Regions from separate parts of the Mus musculus genome. Here region 1 is linked to region 2. Evidence: chromatin contacts called from public ChIA-PET data. All regions are on one chromosome and are shown on one strand. Each heading gives the region's core, a stretch centred on a gene start, on an enhancer-like site or on the middle of the called end of the contact. The rest is flanking DNA. Distances are from core to core; before and after follow the strand shown. Region 1 has its middle 30 kb from the start of Melk. Region 2 overlaps Rnf38 (ring finger protein 38).

Evidence for each region. ChIA-PET counts read pairs in DNA pulled down with a chosen protein or histone mark.
Region 1: an RNA polymerase II ChIA-PET map of memory CD8 T cells shows a contact between it and region 2, with 28 read pairs. The contact joins two enhancer-like sites. A contact is called at or near these places in 1 of 39 promoter capture datasets (embryonic stem cells), 31 of 484 Hi-C or Micro-C datasets (the 63-12 cell line, the AML12 cell line, CD8 T cells and 14 more), 28 of 115 datasets of contacts at active chromatin or transcription factors (the HPC-7 cell line, the NIH/3T3 cell line, T-cell acute lymphoblastic leukemia and 17 more) and 4 of 9 other capture datasets (adipose tissue, embryonic stem cells, liver and 1 more).

Annotation. Positions count from the first base shown.
Region 1 is chr4:44,269,688-44,272,939 of GRCm38.p6, reverse strand. No RefSeq gene overlaps it. Among named protein-coding and RNA genes, the nearest start is that of Melk, 30 kb to the left of the region's middle. Within about 2 kb of position 1,634, at least 41 of the 459 cell types and tissues checked have an H3K27ac peak or open chromatin away from gene starts, as enhancers often do. A contact at or near this core is called in memory CD8 T cells, where this site is marked.
Region 2 is chr4:44,158,369-44,162,125 of GRCm38.p6, reverse strand. All of the region lies in intron 2 of Rnf38 (ring finger protein 38), which reads left to right. Among named protein-coding and RNA genes, the nearest start is that of Mir5106, 61 kb to the left of the region's middle. Within about 2 kb of position 2,090, at least 26 of the 459 cell types and tissues checked have an H3K27ac peak or open chromatin away from gene starts, as enhancers often do. A contact at or near this core is called in memory CD8 T cells, where this site is marked.

The DNA.
Region 1 (3,252 bases), core at 385-2,884, 110 kb before region 2:
CTTTTATAATAGTTGCCACAGTCATGATGTCTCTTTACAGCAACAGAATATTGACTAAGACAGTGTGGGCTTTTGAAACCTCAAAGCTCACCCTCAGTGACACATCTCCTCCAGCAAGGACAAACCTCTTAATCATTTTCCTGCAGTTTCATCCACTGGGGACCAAGTATTCAAATACATGAGCCTGTGGAGGCCGTTCTCATTCAAACCACCACACACTCTAAAGGTTGACCTCTGGCCCTCACACAAATGCACATGCTTGTACACACAAACACCACACACACACACACACACACACACACACACACACATACACACACAAACACACACACACAAACACACACACACACACACACGCACATGCACACGCACACGCACGCGTGCCACAAAAAACCCTGGGGAAACAGAGACAGAAAGACCAGGAATAAGGAGCAAAGCAAGACTCTTATTTCAGAAAACTAGAAGAAAGAAGGGCTGGAGAGCTAGCATGGTGGCTCACAATGACCCATAGTGAGATCCGACAACCTCTTCTGGTGCGTCTGAAGACAGCTACAGTGTACTTATTACAGTACAGTGAATAAATCTTTGAGCCAGAGTGAGCAGGGACTGAGCAAGCAGAGTTGACCAGAGCAAGCAGGGTTGACGCGAGCAAGCAGAAGTCCTAAAATTCAATTCCCAACAACCACATGAAGGCTCACAGTATGTATATGTGTACTCATATACATAAAATAAATATTTAAAAAAGAAAGAAAGAAAAAACTAGGTTCTGGATATGATACTATCATAAAGAAAAGTTCTGAACTCTGAGCACATGGCTCAATTGATAGAGTGCTTGCCTAGTATGTGTGAGGTCCCGGGTTTGATGCCCAATACCACATAAAACAGATGTGTTGTTCATGCTTGTAATCTCAGCATTTGGGAGGCAGAGACAGGCAAATCAGTTCAGTTATTCTTAAGGCCACATTCTTAAGGCTACAAGAGACCCAATCTCCAAGTAAAACAAAACTCCCTAGTCCCAAATTCTTTCTCTCTCTCCTCTCTCTCCTCTCTCTCTCTCTCTCTCTCTCTCTGAGATAGGGTCTCACTGTTATGTAGCCCTGTGCCCTGTCTGTCCTGGAATTTGCTCTGTAGACCAGGCTAGCTGTGAACTCACAGAGATCTGCCTGCCTTGGTCTCCCAAGTATGTGCACCTGGCTCTTTTATTTCATAATATAAAATTATATTCTTCTCCTGCCTTCATCCGCAGATAGGAAAACAAGCACCTCAGACTGTAGTGCAAGCCTGCTCTGGGCGGTACTAATAGGAGGGGTGCCCTAGGGAAAGGCCCCACCTAGCTAAGCTCTGGACTAGTAGAATGGAGCCTAAGGGCTCTTCTACTTGAGAAAGCTATACCATACCAAAGTTTCTGCTCATGGTCAAAGGGGCGAGGTGCGATCCCAAGCCCACAGTTGAATTTGGCTGTGTCCTCTATGCATTAGTCACTTAGGGGCATGAAAGATGCAAGAGCAAGGGCTTGTGGGTTCTTCCTCTGTGGTTTCAGAGAGTTACTGAGGCCAACCAATGTGTACCAGTGCTAGGGTTGCTGTAAGCAGAAGGCCCTGAGCGAGCAGCCATTGTGTAAAGCTGTGAAAAGAAAGTCTGTACTGCAGGATGTGGGAGAAATCAGAACCCTAAGTCGTCTGCTACAGAGAGCTGTACACAGGAAGTGGAGGTGGCCCGAGGCAGAGATGTAGGCTGAAGGCAGCAGTGCTGGAGGGGCTGAGCTAAATTCACTGACATCAGACCTGGAGTTTGTCCTGATGAGTTTTGCTTTGGGCCAGTATTTCCCCCACTATACCCCAACACGTCCCTCTTGGAATGCTAATATATATTTCGTACCATTGAATGTTGGAAGTATGGAATTTATTGTTTTTGTTTTGTTTTGTTTTACAGGAAGTGACAGTCAAGAGATTACCTTATATCTCAGAAGAAACTTTGGACTTTTGAATCATGTTGAGTCTGTTAAAGACTGTGGAGATTTTAGAAGTTGAACTCGATGCATTTTTTTTTAATTGTGATTTGGTTATGACTAAGGAGGCCCAGGAGTGATGCAGAGGTTTGACTGAGAATGTCCCCTCATAGGCTCAGACATTTGAGTCCTTGGTCCCCGGGTGGTGCCTGGGGAGGTGTCAGTGTGTGTGTGTGTGTGTGTGTGTGTGTGTGTGTGTGTGTAGCCTTACTGGAAGAAATAGAGCATGGGGTGGGCTTTGAGGGTTCACAGCCTTCCCCCACTTCTACCTCACACACTCTCTCTGCTTTGTGCTTGGGGTTGAAGATGTGCTTCTTTCTGTTTCCCGTATCAGCCATCAGCGCCCATGCCTCCAGGGCTGTTAGGACTCATCCTCTGAATAAACTCTTCCCTCTATAAGGGGGGTCAGCCATGGTGTTTAGTCACAACAGCAGAGAAGTAACTAACACAGATGTCTGTATAACCTGGACTACACACTGAGGCGTTCTTGTAAATTGCTAATAATGAATTTAAGACAATACAATAAGGGATGGAGTGGGAGTTAGCTCAGTGAGTAGAGTGCTCTTTGGGCGTGCATGAAGATCAGAGTTTGGATCTCCTAGTTTAAAAATTGGGTGTGGTGGCACACACCTGTAATCTCAGCACTGGGAGGCAGAGACAGGAGGATTCCAAGGATTGTCAACTGGTGAAGATCAGATTCCATAAATGACCCTGCTTCAAAAAGGGGAAAGGGGAGGAAGACACCTGACTTCAACCTCTGGTTTCACCATGCACACACATGGTCAAGCACCTCCCGCCACACCTACACACAGATAAATAGCTAAATAGAAATGAACCATCTTGGCGATTTTCCAGGATACGAAGCATTGTTAACTTCAGGCCCCTATTATACAACACTTGTTAAGACTTGCATCCTTAGTCCCAGGGGGGACATTTGGACCACAGAATACATTTCAAATGTGGCCTCCAAATCATCTGTCAAATATATAAAAACAGGGAGTCTCGTCCCCCATTGTTATCCCTTTTCCAGGCTAACTGTCCCCTGGATTTCACTCTTCCCTCAAAGGTCATGGTTCCAAGTCCTAGATTTAGGCTCAGGCTTGTGTACCCCAGAGCTACCACGCATGCCCAACTCCAGAGCTACCACGCATGCCCCGCGGGTTGGTTCTGTGGGAGGAACTGGGAATAAAATGATTATAACACAGCGCTGAACTCCAGAGGGTTGTGAGCCGCTGGCAATGACA
Region 2 (3,757 bases), core at 841-3,340:
GGGTGCTCTCTCCTGATTAACTTAGATCAGCTGTTGGAATCTTGATCCCCCTGAGATGCATTCCTACTTTGCTCCCCCTCCCCCACATCAGTGGGATCTGCTCCAAGTATAATAAGGGAGGATTATACACAAATGATGAGAGTTTATGGTGACATGTTATATAGGAAGTCAGCTTATCATATATTCCACACAAATAAATCTATGAACTTACCGTGAGGGTCAGTGCTAGCTTCAGTCAAGCCCAGTGGTGATGCATTATAGATACGGTAGGACTTGAATATAATTTCTTCCACCATATTATTTGTCTTTAGAGATAAATGGAGTTTCTGACAGAAGAAAACTATTGTGGATAGAAAAGATATACTTAAAAGCTCCTAGTGTGACAAGAGCCAAGGGTGCCAGGGGTTTGTTGTTTGTTTTTACTTGTGATGATGGAACATTTTCCAAAGGATCAAAGAGTGAAGAATAAAGCGGACTCTGATTTCTGTTCTGCTAGCCAGGTGCTTGTACTTGAGATTTGTAAAACCGACCACGATTGTTGATGGTAAATGACTTGCTTAAAACACAGACGGGGCCAGAGAGAGCGCTCAGCAGTTAAGAACACTGGCTGCATCTAATCAGTTCAGGGTAGACCACGCCCTCTCTGGCCTCCAGGGGCACCTGGCGCACATGTGGTGCACGATACAAAGAATCCATTTACTTTAAAAAGTGAAAATCACTACAGGTTTCACTTATGTGAACATAAAAAACCGCCCAAGAGAATTGCAGGTAGAGTACTAATTAGAAGAAGGAACAGCTCATTTGGAGAGAGGTTTTTGTGACATTCCTTGCTGAATGAAGATCAAGAATGGCAAATATACGTCTTATCTCTTTTGGGTTGGTTTTATTGTTTTGAGAAAGGACTTACTATGTGAGGCTGGCCTAGAGTTCTTAGCAGTCCTCTGCTTAGGAGGGCTCTGGTCAGAGGCACAAGCCACTTGCACGGCTGTGCTGTGCTGGGAATCAAATCTACCTTTTATTTTCTTATTAATTCAGTTATGTTCCAGTATTTCCTGCTTTATAGTGCGTGAATATCATACTGTTGGTTGCTTGCATCCATTCTGTCCTCCCCTTTTCACGCTTATTTAATAGGGTGGCACACATTTAAACCATGACATGTGGAGGTCATAAGACAAACTTTGGGGAGTAAATTCTCTTTCTCTACCCACTATGTGGGTTTCAGGAATCTAATCCAGGCCATCAGAGTTGGTGGCAAGCCCTTTTACCTACTGAGCCATCTTGTTGACCGTCGCTTTTTAATTAAAATAAGGTCTTTGGGATTTTTATTTTTTAATCCTTATAGCTTAGTTCCTTAACATGTATATATCTCTTAGCTTTTAGAAAACAGTAAATATTCTTCACTGTTCTTCACATACTCATAAGTGTAAAGAGTGCACATTATGTTTGCAATACAGAGATAAACTATAGTTTATATCCAAAATATACTGTGTAGTAAACTAACAAATATTCCTCTTTATTAACCTCTGAGGGGTGGTAGTAGGTCTTTGGCAGTATTTTTGTTCTTACCATGTTTATGAGGTTTATGCCACATTGACAACAAAGTTACAGATGGGTCAGAGATGATCAAAGCATGGCAGTACTACAGCATTCACTTTATGATGTCCTTAAATTCCTCTCTAGCATCTCTTTTACTATCTGCCATTCTGAGAGCTGTGTTTTCTTTTTTTTTTTTTAAGATTTATTTATTATTATATGTAAGTACACCGTAGCTGTCTTCAGACACACCAGAAGAGGGAGTCAGATCTTGTTATGGATGGTTGTGAGCCACCACGTGGTTGCTGAGATTTGAACTCTGGACCTTCGGAAGAGCAGTCGGGTGCTCTTACCCACTGAGCCATCTCACCAGCCCCGAGCTGTGTTTTCTTACTCTCCTGCTCCCGTCCGGCTCTCAGAGCAGAGCACTCCGTGTCAGTGTCATCAGAAACTTACTTAACAGCGATTGATTTGGTTCTTTTTCTTTCCTTTCCACCTTCCCCTCCTTTTTTTGCTAGCATATGCCTGTTAGAAGGTAGGAAACCACGCCCTTTTTTTGTTTAGTGCCTGTTACCAAGGAGACCCTTAGATCTAAGACTGAGGGAAAAAACTGTAAAAGCACACGGTGTTAAGCACGTTTTATTTTATCTTATTTTTTTTGTATGTGTGAGCATAAACAAGTCTTTAAACTTGGAGTCCCCAAGGAAAATTTCACTGTCACAACATAGTGAAGAGTGTTGTTCATGGTTTTAAATTGCTACAGACTTACACAAATGTAAGGAGATTTAAACTACAGTCCAGATTTTTACGTTACAGTTGTTTACTTTCAGACTTAGGAGTTTGTCTTCATTTCCTTAGCAGAGCCTTTAGTTTTGTGTTGTTTCCTTTATTTGGCCTTTTGTTACTGTTTGAGGATTTTCATTTGCTTTTCTTTTTTTTTTTTTTTTTTTTAAATCTTGAGACAAGATCATGATTTCTAGCCCAGGTTAGCTTAGAACTTGGGATGTTCTTGCCTCAGCCTCCCTAGTACTGAATAGATGTAGCTAAAGTTTATTGGATAGACTGGACAGGCCATCCTCAGTTAAACGTAACATTTGTACATGAAGTACACACAGTCTTTCAGCTGATAGTATAGAACTTTTACCATAAGTATTGTCAAGTCTTTTTTCACCAAGGTCACTAAAAGTACATTGAGAAAAAAATACAGTGTAGGTAAACATTCATCACTCCACTTAAGTGTTTTACCTCAGGTCTTAGCCTGAAGTCTGGTCTTTAGAGGTTACTATTCCTAGGTATTTGGGGAACAGGGACTTGAGCTCCCCAAGCTGTGATATTTTTTATCTCAAACCTTTTTGTATGAGAAGCTCCATTGCTAGAGACCGTTCGTGCAGCCTGTATTTTGTGTTTAAAGTTCCTCTTGCCCTGCCCCGTCTGCTGACAGAACTATCACACTCGAAACCTCAGCTCTCCTTCATAGGCTTGTTCTCCATGTCAGTATGGCCAGCATGAACTATCCTTTTCTTCTCCCTCTTTTTCCCAGATATCTCCCGGGGCCAATTCAGCACCTCTACCTGGCCATCCTAACAAGGTGATTTGTGAAAGGGTGAGACTTCAGAGCCTGTTCCCTCTTCTCCCAAGTGATCAGAACACTACCATTCAAGAGGATGCTCACTTCAAAGCTTTCTTCCAGGTTCTTATATGTTTACCCTTTCCCTACACAGGGCTGAAAGTCACAGATACATTCTAGCTTGTTTCTAGGAAGGCTTAAACAAGCTTGTGAGTATCCTCTTACTTTCTGTTGTATGTGGAAATTAGTACTCTTCTCAGAGACTTCTTGAAGGTAACTCTGAGCTTTTCTGAAGAATCTTCTCTTGAGCTACTGTTCATTATTTTGCCACTTAATACTCTGTTTTTTAAAAAAAAAAATCTTTTATGTCTTAATCATTTGTTCTAACCATTCAGTTTCTGTAGGAAGATAAAAGTAAAATATGTAGGGTGTAGGAAAGGATAAATGAAAGCGTCTGTTTTAAGCCATCACTGCTTGCGTAGTGCCCAGAACATATGGTGTTTCCTTTCTGTACCTCCTAGCACCTATACATAAAAACTTGATTTAAAGAAATTATATATAAGATGAAAATGAGTACTGATACACTAAAACCATCTTTGGGTTATTAAAAGATTGCTCAGATTTGCTCATACAAATCGCTGGCTGTTGAACTTTGAC